Linked DNA regions of Ovis aries: region 1 is linked to region 2. Evidence: chromatin contacts called from public Hi-C data. All regions are on one chromosome and are shown on one strand. Each heading gives the region's core, a stretch centred on a gene start, on an enhancer-like site or on the middle of the called end of the contact. The rest is flanking DNA. Distances are from core to core; before and after follow the strand shown.

Evidence for each region. Hi-C and Micro-C count contacts between places; a contact is called where the count stands out from the background.
Region 1: a Hi-C map of hypothalamus shows a contact between it and region 2, with 3 times the contacts expected there. The contact joins two enhancer-like sites. A contact is called at or near these places in 2 of 16 Hi-C or Micro-C datasets (blood and hypothalamus).

Annotation. Positions count from the first base shown.
Region 1 is chr14:40,650,056-40,653,769 of ARS-UI_Ramb_v3.0, forward strand. All of the region lies in intron 7 of ZNF536 (zinc finger protein 536), which reads left to right. Among named protein-coding and RNA genes, the nearest start is that of ZNF536, 390 kb to the left of the region's middle. Within about 2 kb of position 1,571, at least 5 of the 54 cell types and tissues checked have an H3K27ac peak or open chromatin away from gene starts, as enhancers often do. A contact at or near this core is called in hypothalamus, where this site is marked.
Region 2 is chr14:40,463,848-40,467,579 of ARS-UI_Ramb_v3.0, forward strand. The region is part of intron 4 of ZNF536 (zinc finger protein 536); the gene reads left to right. Among named protein-coding and RNA genes, the nearest start is that of ZNF536, 210 kb to the left of the region's middle. Within about 2 kb of position 2,449, at least 9 of the 54 cell types and tissues checked have an H3K27ac peak or open chromatin away from gene starts, as enhancers often do. A contact at or near this core is called in hypothalamus, where this site is marked.

The DNA of each region.
Region 1 (3,714 bases), core at 321-2,820, 190 kb after region 2:
ATGGTATTTAGGAATAGTCAAGTCTTCACCAAACGTTAGCAAATCCTTCCCAACACTATTGTCCTTGTAGCATGAACTGGCACCTGCCCCCCAACCCCACACCTGCGGGAGAAATTCATTACATTTTGACACATTTCCTAAGCAAGCCTGCTGATGCACTATGTTAAAAAAAGTAATTAAAAAAAATTCAGATCTCGGGAAATTCCAGCAGTCAGTCTCCTCCCTTTCTCCTAATCTCTTCATGGTAATGCTCACAAGTACCCTCGGTCCAGACAATTCTTCATTCATTCTCCACCCCCCACCACACTCATACCCAAACTCCCCACCGCTGGAGATTAGCCTTTTGTGAGGCAGTGCATCAAAAGCTTTCTTAAAGTCCCAGTAAATTATACCCCTGGTTTCCCTCTTCAATTCCTTTTTGTTACTTTTTCAAAATATTCTATTAGTTTTGTTACGTATGATCTCCCTTTTGTGAATCCATGCTGAATATCTTTAATTAAATCATAACTTTCCCTATTTTGTCCCTGATTAGTGTTTCCAATATCTTCCCCACCGCTCAAGTCAAGCTTACTGGTGTTTAATTTCCTAGATCTCCCTCAGAGCCGTTATTAAATATAGGTGTTGCATAAGGGCTCTCGTCCACTGCTGCTTCTCCCGTTTCCCAGGGTATTTTTAAAAGGTATTTGCTAATCGTTCCCCCGTCTCCTCACCTCCACTTGCACAAATTCTAAGATGGTTCCCATCTGGTCCCGGAGTTATCAGTCTTCAGACACTCTAATTTCTTTCTCACCTGTTCTGCTAGGATGCCTATTTCCTTCGGAAATGTTTTCCTCTCCTTGGGAAATGCTTGTCTGTTACTGGCATCTGCTCTCTCCTTCCCTTTACGGACATGGAGGCAAGCCTTCTATTTTTTTTAAATTTTCCTTAGCAGTTGTCACCCCTCATTTCAATATACTATGCTCTGCATCTCCTTACATCTTTAAAAAAGCATTGCAGACTCAGATCCAGCACTACCTTGCTAAGCCCCCCAATTTAGAAGTCAATATTTCCCTTCCCTAGGGGTGATAGCATCACTGACTTTTAATTTGGGGCAGGAAGTGCTGACCCTTTGGTAGTTAAACTGTTCTTGATGCCCTCAGCTCTTCTAGGGGAAGGGTGATATCTTGAGGCCTCTCCCCGCCCCGACAACCGGTACAAAAGGAATGTGGCTCCCACAGCAGCTTTCAGGGGGTTGTAAAGTTTCCCAAGGGTCATTTTGCAAACCTCTCCTCCGGAGTCGGCTTCAGCCTGGGTGTTTTCCTTTCCCCCATCCCAAGCTGTGCTGCTGGTTCCCCTGCGCCTGATGGATGCGCTTCTGTCTCTCGTGGCTCCTCCAGTCTCAGGCTGTATTGTGGACTCACCTCATGAATCTGCTTCCTTCTAGACCTCCGTTCCCAGGACACAGACTAAAGGGCTGCCCGTGGAGGGTGCACACCCAGTGACTTTCAGACGCTGGCAACAGCAGGTGCCGCTGTGAAGGGGTGGCCACAGGGAGGGGTTTCACATCCCTGCCGTGAGGACTGGGGAAGCCTCTTTAGATGCACTATCCTCTCCTAGCTTGACCTCGTTTCCTTTTCCAGCACATACAACCCAGATCTGCACGCTGAAACATCGCTCTCAGGTTGTAAATTCTACACCAAATCAAAAGGCCAAATCCTTCTGTAAACCCGAGGGCCGCTCGACCTACATAATACCAAAGAACCTGGCGCTGATGGCTATCGTGGGGCCCGCTGGGCAGGGGGAGGAGAGGTGTGAGGTCCGTGCCCTCCAGGGCAGGCTACCAGCTCGAGTCAAGTTGCAGAAACAACATCAGTCAAAAATTTCAACAAAGTAGGTGTGTGACATCAATAGTCCTCTGACATTTTTTATGTCAAAAGGCACACAGCCCGTGCCCCGTATCCTTCATCATGCAAATGATGGTAATTTGCACACACAGAGGGATTTGAAATTTTAAAAGCTTAATAAAGGCTGTGTATACACACACACTCGAGCCAGTTTTTAAAAACTGCATTTAATTGAGTCAAGTAGCATGTTACTTTGGGGAAAAATGAAGATCGTTTATACTGTTTTTTTTTTTTTTTTTTTTTTTTTAGTTCAAAAGTCTTTTTAAAAAACTGATTGCATGGTGCAGACTAGTTGAGGATCCTGCTCAGATGCAGCAATGAAAAGTAGGTGGGCAGGCCCCCCTGGAGCTTTGGGATTTCTTTTTCACCCCTACAAGTATGTCTCCATCGAAATGGGCCACTGTCCCTTTGCCTTGGGGTTGTGGGATGGGATGGCCTGTGCCTGTAATTCTATCATTCATCAAGACCCTGAGACCAGGGACCCAGAACCTTGGTCCACCCGCCTCAGTGAGCCCCCCGATGGGGTGCGCCATCTTGTGTCTGCTTCTGAGTGCCTTTCCCAAAGCAATTTATAGATGGACTTTGTAAGTGAAAACAAGAGACACAGGTGCTTCATAATAATTACTTGCACATTTACAGAATCGGACATTCTGTCATTTAATAGACCTAAAACTAAAAAGCTTTTGTCTGTGAAAGGTGACCAATAGGAAAAGGGTTTGGATTATATGATATCCCATAACTTAATCATATGGCTCTTAAGAGGGGGACATACACAGCTGTGTCTCACTAATATGCATGCGATATGCGTAAACTGATACGCTTTAATCCTAAACTTGTTTTTAGCAGGAAGAAGAAAGCATTGAGATGAGGAACATTAAGATTCAATATTAACCATTTTTTTCCCTTTGGGCAAAATTATTCATCACTTGATATTTATCAAAACAGCATTTTTTTTTGCAACAGTGAGATGGATCCTCCTGAAAAATTTCCAAACATCCTCAAAGTTATGTGACAAAGTGGAAAGGGGAAGAGAACAGATAACAGCCTCCTTTTGGCCACAGAAAGACAATGGACTTGAAGGACAGACATTTGTTCTTTTCAGGCTCAGGAGTCATCCTAGCCCCCTAGACCTAGGGCTGGGGCAAATGTTGGAGTCATTTAGAAGGGCTGTCCTGTTGTACGCCTCCCCTATTATAAATATTTGATTTGTCCATGTGCTCTGATGTTTGAATCGTTCGTTTGTGCTGGTTTAATCTAAATTATTTAAGTGTACTTTCTTTAATAATCTTAACCAAAATTTAAAAAAAAAGAAAAGAAAAAAGAAACTAAGACAAAGGAATTGTGGATTAGAGACTTTATTTTCAGGGCAAAATGATACGGATAAGTGAACATCAACTGACCAGAAATTATTTGCTTCTGTCTGTTAGACACGTAATGGAGTCATTTAACTAGTCAAATTAGGAGCTGCAGAAATGCACCATGCTTCATTACTGAGTTCGAATGGGCACCATTTTACATTTACGTCAAAAATTATCTCATAGCAAATTAATGTTTTCATTGTGCTGAAAAGCTGAAGCTATGCAGTGTTAGCACCACCTAGAGGCCATTGCAAAAATACTTCAAAGGGATCTACGACCCAAGGATAAGATGATCAATAGATTAGTTTTAGGGAATAGAGTCCTGACCCCCTTTTCAAGTAAGAACGTAGTCATTGACTCTAATTAGCTGGGTTTGGCTTATGATGTGAAGTTCTGAGAGTTCTATGAAGATTTCCCTAAACTTGGCTTAATATGCAATGTGCTGAAATGTTTCTGCAATTTTCCACCCTCTC
Region 2 (3,732 bases), core at 1,199-3,698:
AAAAGAACCAACCGGGCTTGGGACTCAAAGGAGAATTGTACTTGAGTTGTGGTTATCTTCTCACTTTTATTTTCCTCATTGAAGTATCGTACAATTGTGAATACTGATTCTTTCATTTCTGGTTGACTTCTTTGTTTTCTTCATATTCAAATTAGACCCTTTCATAATTTTCTGACTAAGTAGGAAAATTGATGGCATACCAATATGCAGCCTAAATCAGTTGCACGCCTGGGCCATTCAAGTTTTCCTGGGATTAGGACCCTTAACCAAATCGGGTTAGTCTTCCCTCTTCTTTCTAACAACTCTGATTTGTATAAAGTGCGATCAAAATAAGCATTTAAATAAAAATCTTGACACAATAGGTATTTTATTATTACCTGTTAGAGAGAAACCTGCAAGGTGAAGGGGAGAAAAAAATCTTTAAGCCCTTAAGTAAAGAAAGAAGTACTTATTAAGGCTTCTATTAAGAAATAACTGCAAAAACACGGTTTTACAAATTTCTCAGACTGCATAACAATGTCGCAAAACTTAATTTGCATCACTTGATTCTTTTTTTTGTTGAAAACTGGGTCAGTAGGGCCTGAGAAACTATTTTTTCAGATCTTAACCAATGAATTCTTCTTTATAAATCGCTGCTCTTAACATGATAGTAGTTCTGAATTCATCATAAAAAACCTTTTTACAGAGAGCCTCTTAGAACAGATCTCCAGAAGAAGGCTTACAATGAGTGGCAGAGACGTCCTTTGTTATCAGATGTAATTCTTTGCAAAGGAGGATTGGAACGGAGTGGCTGTTTAAAAATGTCTTGCTCAGACCGAGACGAAGACGGGGTCAAGTTTGCAATCAAACAGTTATTGCCGAGATGGGCGACTGTCACTGGCTAGGCTAATGTGGGATGCAGCTGTTTGTTATGTGAGCAAAAGAATGTTTGAATCAGTGAACATGTGAAAATGATTCCAGTGAACCAGAAAATGTGTTTGTTCTTTGGCTCTCCAAACTGCTGAGAACCAAGCTTAAGATCAACTGCGAAAACTAGGACCTTTGACAAATTGAGAGGTCATATTTTCTAACAGAAAATGGACAAAACTAGTCACACAGATCACTTCCCCATCTTTCCCCTTTGTTTTATTTGTAGTTGTTGTTGCTGATTTGTCTTACCACTAATTTCACCCCATAGTAGATGTCATTTCTGCCTCCGTGTACAGTGCAAAGGGAAACTGTTTGGAAAGCAGCGGCTTAAAAATTTTACTCTTTTATGACATTTAGAAAGCGGGGCGGGTGTTTTGATGCTCCCTCATTTCTGGCTCGCGTGCAGACTCTCCGACGACATTAATCTCTGTATCTTTCCCTAAAATCTCATCTAAGGCTGCGCTCCGATTCTAGCCTTAGCCTGAGTCAGAAGACAACCAAAGTTCTGTTTCTTTAGATTTTGCTTTGGAAATCACGCTCAGAATAATTAAAACTTAATGTACTAAGAAACGATACTGTTCATTATATCCAACAGGGCAGTTACCTTCTGCATTCCCCATAATTTTGGAGAGGGGCTAATTGAAGTGTTGATGGTGGGAAAGGGGTAATTGAATGCGTTGACCCTCTGTTCATTAAATAAAGTCGGCTAAGTTACGTGATCAATGGAAAGCCAGGCAGGAAGAGATGCAAAGATAAAAATACTGTTAACCCCTACTACTTCTGGTATGATATTTTGTGATGGACAAGGATTATTTGATCAGCTGGGCTGGAAGCCTTGCGGGCTCTTCTTTTGTTGCCTGAGCCGCATTCCTGAAATGCTGGGTCTCCATCCTGTGCTGGCCCATTGACCACAGCGTCAAAGGCCTTTATCCAGGGCTCCCCTGCATTTACATCGGGTGTATAGTGATATGATAGATTTTCTTTCTTTTCCACCTCTTTTTCTCATGTGGCTCCTCCTCCCTGCCCCCATTCATGATAACCACTGCCTGCTCCACACAAACAAATCTGGGCACTCGAAAGAAGGGAAAAAAAGAAAAAAAAAAATTTAAGTCTGAGGATTAAGATCTTCAAATTTTTTTTTTTTTTGCTTGTGCATTCCAATTGTTCTTAAAATATTTGGCAATGTCAATTAGTAACTGAGCAGAGTTAGCTGATGAACACAATTTTCCAGTAGACTGAGCACCCTATTGTTGCCGAGCGAACAGCAGATTTCTGAGGTCATTATCATTCGCTGGTTGCTTGGCCCAGCTGCTTCCTGCTGCAAAAGCCAAACTTTATACTGGAGCTTGGGGATGGCAGGCAGCAACAGGGGGCTGGGAGAGGAGAGGGGGTCTGGCTGCAGAGCGAAGACAGTCATTATCAGCAGAGGAAACAGAAAGTAAAAGTTTCCAGGCGATTCCAGGAAAACTGCCCTGTATCAGGCTTCTCCCTCCCATTCCTCTCCCAGCACCTTCCACCTCCAGGCAGGGAATTAAAAGGACCAGGGGACGCCCCCTGGGCATTGTGGCCACTAATCTCTTCGCTAAGCGGAACTTTGGAAAACAATAATCCCATTTACAAATTTGCTTAAAAATTGTTAACCCAATCTAAGGCCTGTGAGTGATTTCTTCATTGATAGACTCCTTCATTTTTATTAAAAGCAGAAAAAAGAAAGTTATTCTTTAAAGGATGAAATTAGTAAACTTAGGGATGACAAACAGGGACTGTGGTTTCATTTTCCAGAGGGACCTTTGGAGCAGATACTAGTCTGAAATTCCTTATAAAATCAAATTTAGCGTGGAAGGCTCCCCCTGCCCACTCCAGCTTCTCTCTTTTCCTGCCTCCTCTTTCTCCCTCCCCCACCCTTTAATTTGGGAGCTGGTTCAGTGAGATGAAAAGCTGCACTTTTTTAAAGCTCAGCTGTTAAAACCAAGCGCCATATGCAGCTTTTCCGTCCCGACGTGGAAGAGTGTGCAGGCGGCCGCCGTGTTTGTGGAGATTTACAGAGGCTCGGCTGTGTGTGCCGAAGCCATGGCCAGGCAGATGCTGGTGGGTCCTGCCTCCCGGGAGCTGGCCCAGCCTGGGTAGTAGGCTGGCCAGACTTCTGTCCGACGGGGCAGGGGTCAGGGGTCCAGTGGGCTCCCTCTGCTCTCCTGCCTTTCTGCTGGGACTGGAGGTGGTCCGCCCGCTTGGCATGGTGCTGGAGCTGGGAACAGGAGCCCTCAGATGCTGGTTCACCTTGCCTGTCTCCTGTGAGGGGGCCGGACGCCTGACAGCAGCTCCTTTTTATAAACTTCCGATCACTCTGTGCCCTTTGATTGTCTTGAGCCTGGGAACGCTCAGTGCCACTCTGGGGCCTTGGCTGCCCCTCTCACCCCTTTGCGTGGAGCTGTAAATCCCACCTCCACAGGGCTGCCCGATGGCGCTGTCACTTAGAATTTCAGAAAGAGAGAAATCATACTGGGTCTAAAAGTCTTCAAATAGGAAGTGTGATAGAAAAGATGTGTGACCCAAGATCCCAGAAGCAAAGCCTCTTTCCTCTTCGTTCCCAAGGACTCCCAGATTCCCAGGACACCGTCTTCTGTCCAGGGGGTTGATTCCCTCCGCAGGATCACTGGAGCCCTGCTGTTTTTAGCTGCCTCGCCTCACTCCGTCCACCTTCGGGCCCCCTTCCTGTGCTCTTAGGGATGCTGCGCTCCTGCCCGAGAACTCAGGAAGCCCCGCATGTCCGCGATGGTGTGCTCCTTCTGTATGCATGTTAATACAAGGAACAAACGTTCTTTT